2 separate regions of the Xenopus laevis genome follow, and region 2 is linked to region 1. Evidence: chromatin contacts called from public Hi-C data. All regions are on one chromosome and are shown on one strand. The core of a region is the stretch at or near the end of the contact, and the rest is flanking DNA. Distances in the headings are between cores, read along the strand shown.

What was found. Hi-C and Micro-C count contacts between places; a contact is called where the count stands out from the background.
Region 2: a Hi-C map of the XTC cell line shows a contact between it and region 1, with 2.4 times the contacts expected there. The contact joins the promoter of celf5.S here to the enhancer-like site in region 1. A contact is called at or near these places in 2 of 4 Hi-C or Micro-C datasets (the XL177 cell line and the XTC cell line).

What each region holds. Positions count from the first base shown.
Region 1 is chr1S:103,590,729-103,597,947 of Xenopus_laevis_v10.1, forward strand. It overlaps celf5.S (CUGBP Elav-like family member 5 S homeolog), which reads right to left. Exons shown (of 12, transcript NM_001137584.1): 4 at 6,950-7,078; 5 at 6,466-6,545; 6 at 6,190-6,336; 7 at 1,840-1,984; 8 at 1,247-1,393; 9 at 1,093-1,155. Among protein-coding and RNA genes, the nearest start is that of celf5.S, 46 kb to the right of the region's middle. Within about 2 kb of position 4,568, at least 1 of the 7 cell types and tissues checked has an H3K27ac peak or open chromatin away from gene starts, as enhancers often do.
Region 2 is chr1S:103,636,449-103,643,667 of Xenopus_laevis_v10.1, forward strand. celf5.S (CUGBP Elav-like family member 5 S homeolog) reads right to left here and starts at 4,335. Exons shown (of 12, transcript NM_001137584.1): 1 at 4,074-4,335. The coding sequence starts at 4,335.

The sequences.
Region 1 (7,219 bases), core at 3,318-5,817:
ATGCAATGCACAGCTATGAGCTGTTATATAATGTAAATCATGGATGTCCAACCAGCAGCTCTTTGCTGTAGATCAGTTATAATTCTCTGCACCTGTGCCTATAGTAGTTTTGTAATGGTGTAAAGGGCCCTATAACTCCCCCCTCCCAACACACACCAAGCTATATATTCAGACAGTGGTCTTTGTTTTCCCAGATCCCAAAAACCTCAAGCTCACAATATCAAACACAAAGTGTGCACTGAACCTCCTGTTTCACAAATCATCGTTTGGCATAATGTTTGTAGTCCTACTGTGCCATGCAGAGATTTATAAATAAAGCAGAATAATACACTCCCAGCCTGTTATTACTTGCATGACATTACATGCGCCTTCCCCTATTATCTGCTTGACATTAAAACAGCAGCCTTTAGCATCAGCGTGGCATTGCATCCCCCTTCATTTATAACTGTTACAAAATAACCCCAACCTTCACAGCTCACACAGCCTGTGTCTGCATTAACAGTTCACAATCCATGTTCTCTCATTAACTATAAATGCATTACTCTTATGGCACATTGCAATTCCAATTATGACACTCTTCTTTACTTCTGACTTGGTTTCTGCATTTGAAATGCCTACATGCCTCACTGGACTAACATTATTGCCTTTCAGAGGCAATACTGTTATTGCCTGTGTCTTGCCAGGCTGCTGGTTATTCCCCTCTGTCCTTCTGCCCCCATGCTTAGCTAATAATAATACAGAGTAATTCAAAATGGTACAGTCCATGTATCTTATGAACCAAGACCTGCCACAACATACTTGTCAACTGTCCCTAAATTTCATGGACAGTCCCCAGTTTTCAATGCCTACTCTTTTTTATTGCTTACTTTATTGGCATAAAATGATTAGAAATGTTTCTGGAATATTTGTATATTTACTGCAATTTCAGCCAAATTACTTTAGGCAAGGATGAGCAGCTGGTTATTATTTCTTGATGCCATCACAAAGGTAGAATTAATCATATTCCATGATGTAATTGTGCCTACAGAACAGCACATCCATTCAGTGCTGCAACTGAAGAAGCATGCTTCTAGAACTTAAGAAGGAAGTTACCTGAATACTGCTGTACCCCTGTAAATGATGGATGCAAGCTCTCCACCGTCAAAGGACTCTGGGCTGCAAGAAAATATATAATTATGAAGACTAAGCATTACCCTGAATACACCATCCCATTGCTTTTTAATACGCGCATTATGACTTTACTCACCAGGATATGGTACAATACTGTTAGTATATATAGTATCCAGAGCAGGGTGGCTGCTGGGAAAAGGTACAAGGCCAGGAAAACCATTGGTTAATGGGGCAACAAGGCCTGGAACAGCTGCCGTTCCAATGACAGGGGGAGAATGTAGTCCTTTGGCGAAAGAGAAAATAAAAAGTCAAAATAAGAGTAATTAGTATAAATCCTGACATTATCAAGCAACAGCTGCTCATAGTTTCTAAGCAACCATCTATATGGCTACCTACCAACTCAACTCCTCCCAGTTACAAAAAACTCAATGCATGTTCATGTTACTAATCGACTTCAGTGTTGCTTAGCAACACTACTCCTCCCAGTTACTAAGCAACTCTATGCAATATTATTATGCAACCATGTTATTAAATATCTCCCCTAGTGTTCCTCAGTCACTCAGCAGCTCCCAGTCTTACAAAGTAAATGAACATGTTGCTAAGCAACTGAACACCTCCTACTTACCAAGAAAGTAACTTGTGTTTGGCAGGCTGATAGCAGCAGGTGCAATCATGAAATAATGGTCTAGTTGTTTAGGCCAGTTCAACTGACATGACAAAATAGCTCACCTGATGCTGGAGTGATGGGTGCAGCTGGGAGCCCATTCAAATTGACTGCTCCAATCTGCTGAATGTGGCAAGATGGAAATGCCACACTGGGACTCAAGTAGCTCCCATGCGAAGTGGACAGTACTGTAGTCTGTTGTTGCATGAGCTGGCCAAAGTAAAGAAAATGAAGGTATTAACTGGCAGATATGAAAAGCAAAACTGTATATTATTTATATGTATATTTAATGATACCAGCAATTATTTTGGGCTTCAAAGCATGCTTTTCTTGGTAATAAAGAAAATAGAATGGTCCACTATACATAGCATGTAAAAAACCTGGGGGAGCTGCAGTTGAACGACATGCTGCTATAAGAGGATTGTCTCATAGATGAGCCCACAGGACTTTATTGCTGACAGTCTAACTAGTATAATTGGATTCTTGCCAAACATTCAGTGTGATAATTTGCCTCTGATGATCCATAAACATTAAGGCAAAATAGCTGGTAACATTTTCCCAAACAGCACATGCAATCATACTCATTTTGACTTGTGTGTCTCTCCAAATGGGGTTGTTGTTCTTAGTTTGGACAATTGTCCTGATGTGATTAAGCTCAACTAAAAGTTCTGGTCTGAACCATAACCTTAGCCAAATGGAAGCGAGACATAGAATAAACTGAAACATGCAAATGAAAAGGAGAGCTAGAGGAATTCAATTATGTTTAGAAAACCAATTAAGTCATAAACCAAAAATGAAAAGCTGAATATAATAAGCCAACTTTAATTAGTGACTGTAAAGATATGCATAGTTTCCCCTCTATGAGAAAATCTATCTATATATCATCTATACATCCAGTCTGTCTTTCTAGTTATTTATGTCTTTCTATATATCAATATTTTCTTACATTGCCTATCCTTAAATCCATTAATATACAATCTTCTTCTGGAATGTACAGATGATCCTATAAATGATGGTAAAAAATGCACAAGGGGGCAGCAAACACAAACAAACCCATAGCACTAGCTTTCAGTGGTTCTTTATCTGCCTGGAGGAACTAGTTTTTGAACATGCTCCTTTTTTTCTTGTGGTCACTTGTTATTACTCTTAGCTTCTATACATTCTCCTTCCCTTTACTTAATTCCTTGAAAACAGTGGACCGTGCCCCACATTCCTAATTCAAACATAACTGTACAAACTTCATAGCCTCTTCTAAAAGCAGTGCCATATTCCATCTACATATTTCCCATTTGCTTTTGTGTCGTTTTAGCTCCAATTTCCCTCTTAGGGTCAGGGCACACAGGCAAGATTCAGGGAGATTAGTCGCCCCAAAGAAGAGGAGATTTGTCGCCGGGCGACTAATCTCCCTGAATCTTGCCTGTGTGCCCTGACCCTAAGAGGGAAATTGGAGCTAAAATGGGTGTAGTCAACTTCGGAAAATGAATCTCTCCGAGTGCCATCCCGCTGGCGATTTGCATTTTAGCCTGAAAGGAAGGCAGGGGAGGCAGTTCGGGGAGATTAGTCGCCCCAAAGAAGAGGAGATTTGTCGCCGGGCGACTAATCTCCCCGAACTGCCTCCCCTGCCTTCCTTTCAGGCTAAAATGCAAATCGCCAGCGGGATGGCACTCGGAGAGATTCATTTTCCGAAGTTGACTACACCCATTTTATGAACACACCCCCTAATTACCATGTCTATTTTACAAAAATTGTAAACAAATTGTTACAGATGTATCTAAGTAATCGTGCTGAGTGTTCTAGGCTCTCTGCCAAAAAGCCTCTTATTTTAATTTTAATTAAGATTTAGAAACGTTGTATCCTTTTCTGGCATCAGTGCAGGAGATCAAAGAGAAACAAGCAGAGATTGCGAGCTGAGCTGTCAAAAACGGAACAGTTGGGAGGTATGCTATAACTAACATTTATGTCATCTCTGCCCAAGTAATTAGCCTTGCATATATCAATACTGAACTCTCATTTGCAATTTGCTGCCCAGTTTTCATTTTATTAAAATCTATCTACAAAGTAGCAGCATCCTGCATGGAATTTATGGATTTGCAAAATGTAGCATCATCAGCAACACAGAGAATATATTTGTAATGCCAACTTTCAGGTTATTAATAAACAGGTTAAAAGGACCAAGGACAGAGTTTTGTGGTTCTCCACTAACAACACTAGTCCAGTTAAAAAAAATGTTCATTTTACCACCACTTGTGATAAGCTATCCTTCAGCCAGTTCTTTTATCATGTAACTTTTATTGTGGTACTACATCAAATGCTTTAGCAAAATCTAAATAGAGCACATCAACTGCCAATCCAATGCCAATGTTTCTACTCAACTCCTCATAGAAGGAAAATAAAATTATCTGGTAAACCTTTATTGCATGTAAAACCATACTGGCGCAAACTTATTAGTATTGTGATTAGAATTATATTCTTCTATGTTATCCCTTACCCCCCTCTGAAAGATTTTCTAACAGTGATGTCAGGCCTATAGTTCCTGGGTTAGAACCTTTCTAAATAATGGCATTTGCCAATCTCTCAGCACCAAGCTAAACACCAAATCCTGAAAAATTAAGTGGTTTGGCAATCACAGTGTTTTGAGCGGTTATAGTTAGGGCCACATTTACCATATAAGCACCCAAAGGCCCATGTCTAGGGCAGCAACGTTAGGTGGGGTGCCTATACGCTAAATAAGAAAAAGTGCAAAGAAAAAAAAGAGATACTTGCAGCTAAATCTGGCAGCAGAGCTGAGGGTGGTGGTGAGAAACCTCGATCAGGCCCACACTGGCAATCTATGGGTTCTGGCAAATGCCAGAGGGGATGCTGTAAGTTGCCATAGCCCGTCACTATGTATTGGGCTGGTGGGGGCTGTTTGGGCCTATGGGTACCTGAAATGCCAGGGCCTATTTTGAATCTCAGTCCAGACCTGACCTAGATATTCTGTATTTGGCACATAAGCAGAACAGCAAGACCATCTTTTCATATGCCGGGAAGGGGGTGGCCTGTGTCAAGTGCCTAGGGCAGCAACAGAACTAAACACATCCCTGCTTGTAGTAACCTGATGTGAATATTATCATCTCCTGGAGATTTGTTAATTTTCATGTGTTCTAGTCCGTTTGAACTTCCTCCTGAAGTTTGGCTTTGGATTGCATTAGGGCACAACTTAAGAAGTGTGAGAAGAAATATGGAACTAGTATAACAATGAGCCACTCAGATTATGTTGTTATTCTTAAACTGACCAGAGTGACCACCGTGCCCAGCTATTTGCCTTCATTGACTGTAATCCATCTTTAGTTATCTACTTTGCCAAAAGCTTAACCCCCCCTCCCCATGACAAGATAACCACAAGCCAACTGGAGCTTTGTCAGAATAGATTATTAATATTATTAGAGGGGTGTTCAGGTGAAAATCAATTGTGTAAAGCACATATGGATTCAAAGAGAATGATTTCAATCGCCATGGATATAGTAGTAATGATTTTGTGAAGGTGCTGGCTAGATTTGATTACTAATATGATAGATATGTTCAGGTAGAGGCAAATCCATGAATAGCATACAGGACTTAAAATGAATGGTTTTAAGTGCCATGGATGGACATAGTACTGCTGTGAAATTGTGCATCATTATGAATATTGATATTACAGTTATTTAGATTTGGATACTAAAACAGCAATAAATCACAATTATTATTTTCTGCAATTGACCTCTCCCTTTACCAAAAATTACCCTAGGTAGGTTTCCTCTGCTGCTACCGCTTGTTCCCACTCTGCAGGATACCTCCATCTCCATTACATTTAGACCCATCTTTTTCTGTTTTCAAGTCCACCATGCTCCATCCCCAATGTAGTCTGTCTTTACTGAGTTTATGTTAGTTTAATTTCCTGTTTCCTATGCTACCTAGAAAATTATTTCCTGTTTTCACCCTCTATCTTTGTATCGTCTTAACTGTAGCTGTCCCCATTATCTATTCCATCACTCTTAATTCCAAGGTATGTGCAATACAGCTCTTAGCTCAGTCATTCAGCTTTCTCAGCTTCTTCAATATTCTCAGCAAATTCTTCTTTAAAGGATGTCTCTTCACTCAAATCCCCATTTTACACAGGCTCTTTTTTCCTTTGATGATTTCCACGTCCACATACATTTTTTCATACCCAACTTGGTATTCTTGTTATATATAATTCTTCTTCGCCTCTTTCTATCTCCTTTTATTCCATTTTTCTACCCACCTTCATAGATTTAAGGGAGATTTTGGAATTAAATGTCTTCTCAAAAATGGAAGGTCTATAACACATAATAGTCTACCTGGCATAATTTCAGTTACTGAACGCTGCATCTAGCTGTCTCCTTTTTAATGTAAATTTAATAGGCAAGTATACTCACCGCTTGTGCATATGCACTGTATGGGCTAATGGGAAGTGCCAAGGAAGGTGTGAAGATTCCCAGCTGACCAACCATTTGTTGCATACGCCGCAGTGTTCTTTCCTTGTCTGTGTCAGCAAACTTGACAACCAGGCTGGATGAGGCCCCCTTGGGTAGAGAAGAAGATAATGCAAAAACCCAGGATTTATAGTTTGTAAGCTTTGTAAGTCTATAAACTTATGTTACATATATTTGATAAACTTAAAGACATAAAAACAGTAAAAGCGCCACACTCACAGGCATAGTCTGACTACCATGAAGTGCTTGTATTGCTGCTTGTGCCTCTGCATGGGATGAGAATTTGACAAAAGCACACCCTAAAAGAGAGAAAGTACATAGACGGTACAGCAGTGAGTCAAAAACATATTGTACAAAGGTGACTTGTCCATCCCCTTAATAACTACCTGAGAGTATTTTATCTCGGAGTCAGGAGATAAGCAAATAGGAGACCAGCAACTTTGGCAACCCAGGTCCTGCAGAACCCCAGCAAAAAATGTTAAAGATTGGCAAAAGTCTAAATTAAATAAAATTGTTCTATGTATTTTTTATTGCAGTATTTCAACTGTTTAACCAACTTGCTTAAAGCACCTGGAAAGATCTTTAAATAAATTTATGTTGGTAGCCTTCTCACAGCATTAAAGTTCAGTACATAGTATTGTTATCTTTCTAACAGATATTTATATAAGATGTGCAAATTGCTGAGGTTGTTTCTTTGCCTCACCCTTGCTGCTCCCATCAGGACCTCGTAGTACAGAACATTCCTCGATTGACCCGAAAGCCTGGAACATGCTGGTCACCTCCTCTTCAGACTGCTGTTTGCTAAGCATCCCCACAAATAGCTTGCGATCACCTGTGACCCAAGTAGGAGGTAAGATCAACTCTGCATATCACTTAATTTTATCACATTCTAGGAGCTTAGAAGGGCTCCACACTACAGAATGTGTATAATTCACAACACCAGAACTGAGTTTGACAGGGTAGCTTATACATA
Region 2 (7,219 bases), core at 3,085-5,584, 45 kb after region 1:
TCTTCAGTTACACAAAAGATTTAGAACATTCATCAACTTTACTGCAAATGATGTGTAAATGCTGCTTGTTGGTACATCCTTCTTTATATATATATATATATATATATATATAATAACAATGGAAACATATTTAAAGGGTCAGCATCAAATAGTATATTTTCAGTGGACATACATGAGGATTTGAAGCCCCCCAATATTATTTAGATGTATATGCCTAAAAATGACACACTCAACGAGTGTAAAATGGTTTTCACATTCCAGTTTAGACTGGCATTCTTTAGAAAGGAATCAAATTAAAAGAAAGAAAGAATTCATTGAAACGGAAAAAAGAATCACCAAATTAATAAGTATTTAAATAATAATCAGGTACAAAATTTCACCAATAGTATAACAAGAGCAGGAAGTATGGTGTTGGTGAATGCCAGTTTCCAAAAGGGGAAAAGTCCATGCACCCCTATATATAACAATAATGATTCTATGGTTGGTAATTGGAATTATTACTAGTCCCTGCCAGCCAAAAATAATTTCTACATATAATATGATATGGACTGGAGAAGATGCAAGTGTAATGGGTTTAATTAGAGACTACGGATTTCATGTGGTGTTTAGAGAGATTCAAAGAGGGATAAGATTTAAAGAAGGAATACAAAAATTGGAACAGTAGAGGATAGGGTGTAGAGTAGAGTATAGAAAAGAGTAAATATAATGAGCGATGGAAAAGCTTTTGTGGGAGAAGAGGCAAGGGAAGGTTGAGATGCCAGCATACATAATGTGTATGGATGTAGATAGGTAAATGAGAAATGGAGAATCCCCTCACAAAAAAAAACAAACTAACCTGGAAGAGCTCAGAATGTGGCAAAATTGAGAGAATAGTCAGGGGCAAGGAAATAATATAGAGTGAAAAAGAATAAATGCAGTATGAAGGGTGCTTAGGATGGGAAGTGGAAAAGGGATCCAAAAGTAAATGAAACAACCAAACACAAAATGACTAAGCAAAATATGAGGGTGGAGCTAGGGTACATTGATGAAACGATGGTAGACGCAGAAAAAAATTCTAAGGTTTGCAGCAGGAAGAAAGAACAATGGACTGAAAATGGCACTAGGATGTAAAATGACTGTAAGATGACTGAAAAAATGAGAAGGTAAAATAGACAAATGTAAACAAGATATACATAAAATAAGAACACGTGAACACTGAGTGTAGAGACCTGCACAGGTCTGTTTTTGAAGACCCACACCCAATCCATATCCAATTACTACTGATATGGACCTATTTACCTGCATTCTTGTCCCTATCCTGGTACACCTGCCCTGGCTCTGGCATATGTAAGCAGAAAGTGACACAATGCGGAGGTCTGTTTCTGCCAGGATAAAGTCCTTTTCTCACCTCCCAAATGCCTGTCTACAACTACCCACCTGCATCTAAAGTGTGCATACAAACCACCTGCAAGATCTGGAGATAAGGGATATTCTGACTGAATACTACTGACTGCTTTGAGAGTATTCCACAGGGACCCAACCTACTACAGGACAGAGGGGTGGTGTGTGTAGAAAGTCATTAGAAAGAAAAAACAGAAAAGAAAGGAGCCTTGGATGAGAGAGCTCATTCCTCCATAAATACTCCAATGCACATTTATTAAGAGTAATAACTAATAATTAGTAGCAGTTCATGTGTGAATGAGAAGGGAAAGACAGTATAGTAAAAATGCAACTTGGATTTTTTAAGTGTGGTACAGGTTATTTAAAAAAATACAAAAATACAGTGAGAGTGAAAAGGGGCATTCAGTTTAGTACATAAGCGAGTAATGGTGCAGAATACTATTTGGGAATACGTTAAACATCATGGGAATTATAAATCCACGTGAACAATTAGTCATGAAATCTGTGTGTTAGACCTATGAGGTTGAATTCTTTAAGTGAATATCAATAGAGAACATAATTGTGTGCTGGGACTGGAATATAAGAGCATGTAGAATATAAGAGAGAATAGAATAATATACTTTGTTAAGTGAAAATGATGACTAAATTATGCATATGTGAAAGAGGGATATAAAGTAAGACAGAATAGTAAAAATGCAGTTTGCATTTTTTAAGTGTGCTACAGGCGATTGAAAAAAGACAAAAATACAGAGACTATAATACTGTATGAGAATATAATGTGAGAGTGAAAAGGGGCATTCAGTTTAGTACGAATGAGTAAGGGGTGCAGAGTATTATTTGGGAATAAGTTAGATAGCATATGAATTATACATCCGTGTGAACTGACATTAAATCTGTGTTTAAATCTGTGTGTTAAACCTATATGACTGAATTCTATGAATATTAATATAGAACATCGTTATTTTATGGGACTGGAATATAAGAACATGTGTAAGATAACCTAGAAGAGAAAAGCTTAGGTTCGGGCGGGGGGCTGAGCAAATTAAAATGGGTAGAATGTGGAAGAGCAGGGCACAGACAAGAGAACTCTTCAGTTAATTGATGGTGACATGGCATATAGAAGGAAGAATGCACAGAATAGTAGAAGAATCGTGTGATGGAGCCTGGAGGAGTTTATGTATGTATGTATTTAAATTTGCGTGCTAGTATGTTCTAACAGAGAAAACTTGTGTATAAGGTATCAGTGGAGATGATAAACATAAGATTAGAAAGAAAATTAAGAGTAGAAGGTGATATGGGTTAGGGTGCCCCACTTATGCCTACTATTAGTTGATAAGTGCATATTATGAAAGCTGGACAAGATGCTATTTACTAGGTGCCCACTTAGAGTACCGTATGTAGGTTAAGGAACAAAGTCTCTATAGAAAAAAAAAATAAGGCACACTTCTGAACAGTGGTGTAACTAAACGTTTAAGGTACCACCAGCAAAATCATTTTGGAGCCCCTCAAATCATTAGGAAGAAGATATGTTTTGCACAAGGGCCCAACTGGATCCTTTATTTACCTGCCCCCGACCTGTTTGTTGCACAGAACAGTAGTACCCAGCTCTCATCATGTCCTTATGGGTAATCCTAAACTAGGAAGTAGAAACTGGCAGATGTTGTTTTTGGGGGGTGGAAGGAAAAGGAATCTGCTACTTACCTACGTATTCCTCTGTATAGAGAATACATAAAATTAGTTTGGCTTTTGATGGAGAGGGAATCAGTTTAGGACAAGGTTGTCCAACAATCATTGAGCTAAAATAGCTGAGGGCCACAAGTTGGAGCCCTGCCTATTGCACAGTACTGATTACTGGCTGTGTAAGCCCTAGGAACACTGGCATATTGCATGGCTGTGAGATAGAAATGATGGGTTGGTTCCCGCTCCATTGTATTCCCCCTGAACAACATAATGTGATATGATGAATAATAATCACTTTTTTTATACTGCTTTACTAATAAGTGAAAATGCTTTGCAAATCCATCGGCACACAGAGTAAGAATGTTATACTGATGCAGTGAGGTAACTGGCTATACTCTCCCAAAAAAGCTACAATCCAGAAGCAGAATTTTGTACTAAAACAATTAAGTAATAGGCTAGCACACCACTGAGCATGTCCCTGTACAGAATGTATGGGTGCTAGGGTATAATAGGCTGGACTAAGTGCTGGCAAGGTCCCATGAATAAGAGAGGGAATGCTTGCACATACTATAGGGCAAACACTCACCTGTGGCCATGACACTGCTCAGTAAGGTACATTGTTGTACAGATAATATATGTCTAAAAAAATTCCCATGCTTCTCTACAAAAAAGGGGGGGTGTAATGATAAAATGCTGGCACATCCCCATGGGCAAGCTGGTGTAGAAGAGGAATGTTGTACTGACAGGGTAACACACCCAGAAGCATGCACCTGTTCAGTAAGGAGACAATGGTTCCCTGTTGCCATGGGGTTATAGGTTTGCACACAAACACTGTAGAGGGAGAATGTTGTGCTAGTGCCATGGGGTAGCTTATAGGCTGGCACTCACACACACCAGTCCCTGAACAGCAGAGAAGGAATGTTACTGCTGCCATGTATGGAATAATAGGAAGGCACTTGGGCACTGTAGAATATTTTGCAGATGCTCCCTGGGCATGACACCGTGCTACTCACCCTTGTGCATGCCTGTATAGCGGTCTTTCAGCACCGTTAGCTCGTAGATTTTGCCGAACTGCTCGAACAAAGGCTTCAAGTCTTTCTCCTCCAGGTTACGAGGAATCTGCCCCACGAACAATTTGATGGCGTCCAGGTCCTTCATACTGTCTGATTGTTGAGCAGGGGACTCGGGGCCGCTCATGGGGCAGGCTCGGGGCTGCTGCTGCTGCGGGGGATGCTGCTGCTGCCTCCTCGCCTCTCTCTCCGTCAGTCTGGCCATCTCCAGCCCCTCGGTAGGCTGGATCAGTCACACAGGCAGAGCTCTCAGCTGGAAACTGAGCTCCGGCAAAAGCAAACACCGCGCAGCGCTGCACGTTGGCGCACCCTGTTGGCAGTTTAAGGAACTGCTGGGCTCCCTCTGGAAGAGGCCGTGTGAGTGAGGTGAAGAGAGGAGGTGAACTCTTACAAACTTTCACGCCGTGAGTTTTCAAGATTTGGTTCTGTCAGTAACTAAAGCTACATCTATCCATCTATCTATTTTTCTATTCTCTTGCACCTGACCTAACAACAATAGCATTCAGCCATCACTGACTAGTTACCTTCTCCTTAGTGTATTAGGCAAAAAAGTCCTCAGTGCTGCACTTTAGATTTGTACAACATATCTCCCAAGTCCCAACAGTCCCTCTTTTGACAGCTCAACCTGGAGTCCCTCATTTGTACTGGAAAATCCCTATTTTCTATGCACTGAACAGCCAGAAAATTGGCTTAATTGGCTTTTAGCAGAGAGCCCAGAACACCTAAGGGCAAGACCAGACATGGCGTTTTTACGGCGATTTTACGAAGCATTTTTAAAAAAGAACAGCCAGGCGTAACTACGCCACTGAAACCACATGCAACCGTCAGCATGCGTTTTTCAGCACGTAGGATTCTTTTCCCAACATGCACTTCTCATTGATCTCATTGAATTTGGACACAGGTCCGGACTGAGAATTAAAATAGGCCCTGGATTACAGGTACACAGAGGCCCAATCAGCCCACACAGTGGCCAAAACAGCCCCCACCAGCCCACTAATTACTGACTTTGTTTGAGACCTTATGGCAGCCCCTCTGGCTACAGATTGCCAGTCCGGGCCTGTTTGGAAGCCATATTTAAAATACACTGCGTATTTACATAAAGTGTGGTTTCAAACGTGCAGATCCCATAGAGTCTATTGATTTGGTAGTTTCTTGACGTTTTGGCGCCAATACTGGCGTCCTGTGGTGGATTTCAGCTTGCAAGCGCCCTGTGGGAATTGTCATAGTGCATTTCCATTAGTTTCAGTGGTAGTGCAGTTTATGCGTATTTACACCTGGCTGTTCTTTTTTAAAAACGCAACGTAAAAACGCTGCAAAAACGCCATGTCTGGCCTTGCCCTAACAGGTGCAAATAAGATACTTTGTAACAATTTTGAGACACACATAAACAGTTTAGATAAGGAGAATTATTTTCAAACTTTCATAACCTGCCAAATTTAGTAAAATGAACATGGTAAGTAGGGGGTGTGGCCACAGAAAGGGGCATGGCCAAAAATTTTGCTGCGCTACATGCGAAAAAAAAAAATTTGTCTCTCTTTTTACTTCCAAAATGTTGGGAGGTATGGTACTATATGTTATAAACTGGGCCCAATGCCTAGACTAGAGCCTGCCTGTTAAGCTGGCCATAGATGTTGATATTTTTAAAAGATCAGATCCTGATCGTGAGACCACGATCTTCTCAGAACGATCGTACAATTGTACGAATTTACCATTAACTAAAAAGACCAATTTGCCAGGAAAACGAAGGGGAGCTGCCTGCTTGGCCCTGCAAACATAGATAGATTGCACTGGGACCGACAAAGATTTTTTGACCTGGCTGATCAATTTCCTGACAAATGTCGGCCGAAAAATCGTAAGATGTACGATCGTTCGAATCCCACTAACCACTATAATTTCGAAGGATTGGTCGGGCTTCCCTAAAATCGGTCGTTCAGCGAGAAGAATCATCGCGTCTATGGGGAGCTTTAGTCCTTTTTGTCTTGATCAGAAAAAAAACTGAAAGTCAAATTACTAATAGTCGTGTGGAAACCCACAAGCACAATCTTACATCCTCAATATCAATTTAAAAAATAGAGATAGACACTAACAAGGAACCACTCAGGCCACAGTGAAATCCTAGAATACTAAATTTTTATTAACAAAAAAGAGGACACTTCTCTTTTTTGAATATCTATAAATGAATAACAGACAAACATTTGATTCTATAGTCCCTGTATTATGAGAAAGAGACATTCACTCAGGGCTAACCTTGCAGTGGTCCTGCCGTAGTCACAGCATCCTCCATTTGTATGAATTAGAAACAGTGCTGATACTGCTATGAGGCAAGGTGATAACTTTACTTCAGGCTGCAGTGTTCAACACCGAGGGGTAAGTAAAAAGTCAGGGGTATTTGCCCGGGGAAGCAGCTAAGCTTGGGGGGAGGGGGGTTTGTGTGGGGTAGGGTTTTTTAATAAGGGGTTTGTTTCTCCTTTAAGAAACACCAATGATTTAAAGAGATGATAAATATGCACAGTGTTTTGACTATTACAGTTCTCTGTGGCTGTCAAAATAACATGTGCCATACCCTATTTAAGTCACACCAGAGCTGATTCCTGTACTACCTGATATTTGCACATGTTGATGGCTGAATTGAACCCATCTGTTCAACTGACCTACAGGATGGTTGATTTGATCACCACAGAAGTGATGCCCATACAAACACTCTACTGATTTACTACTACAATTTTTTTGGGGTTTTGAACATTGCTGACCATTGACCGGTTTGTTTGATTTGTTTCGCCCAAACAGGATTCTCTTGTGTGTAGCTGCACAATAACACAGGGATCATAGAGATTTAATCAAACCTAAAGGGAACAATTGCCCTGTCCACAGGCAATAGTCCCTAAAACGAAACAAATCATGGTTAATCAACATCTATAAGAACTTCCAATCTCCTCCTCATTACAGTTAAATCCAAGCTGAGTGAAAATCCATATAAAATAAGGGATGAGTAAGTCTTTATTAACAAAGTAGGAATGACAAGATGAAATCGAATTACCAGATATTGGTCAATGTGATTCTGCCTTCTGCATTCCTCCTAAGCTAGTGCA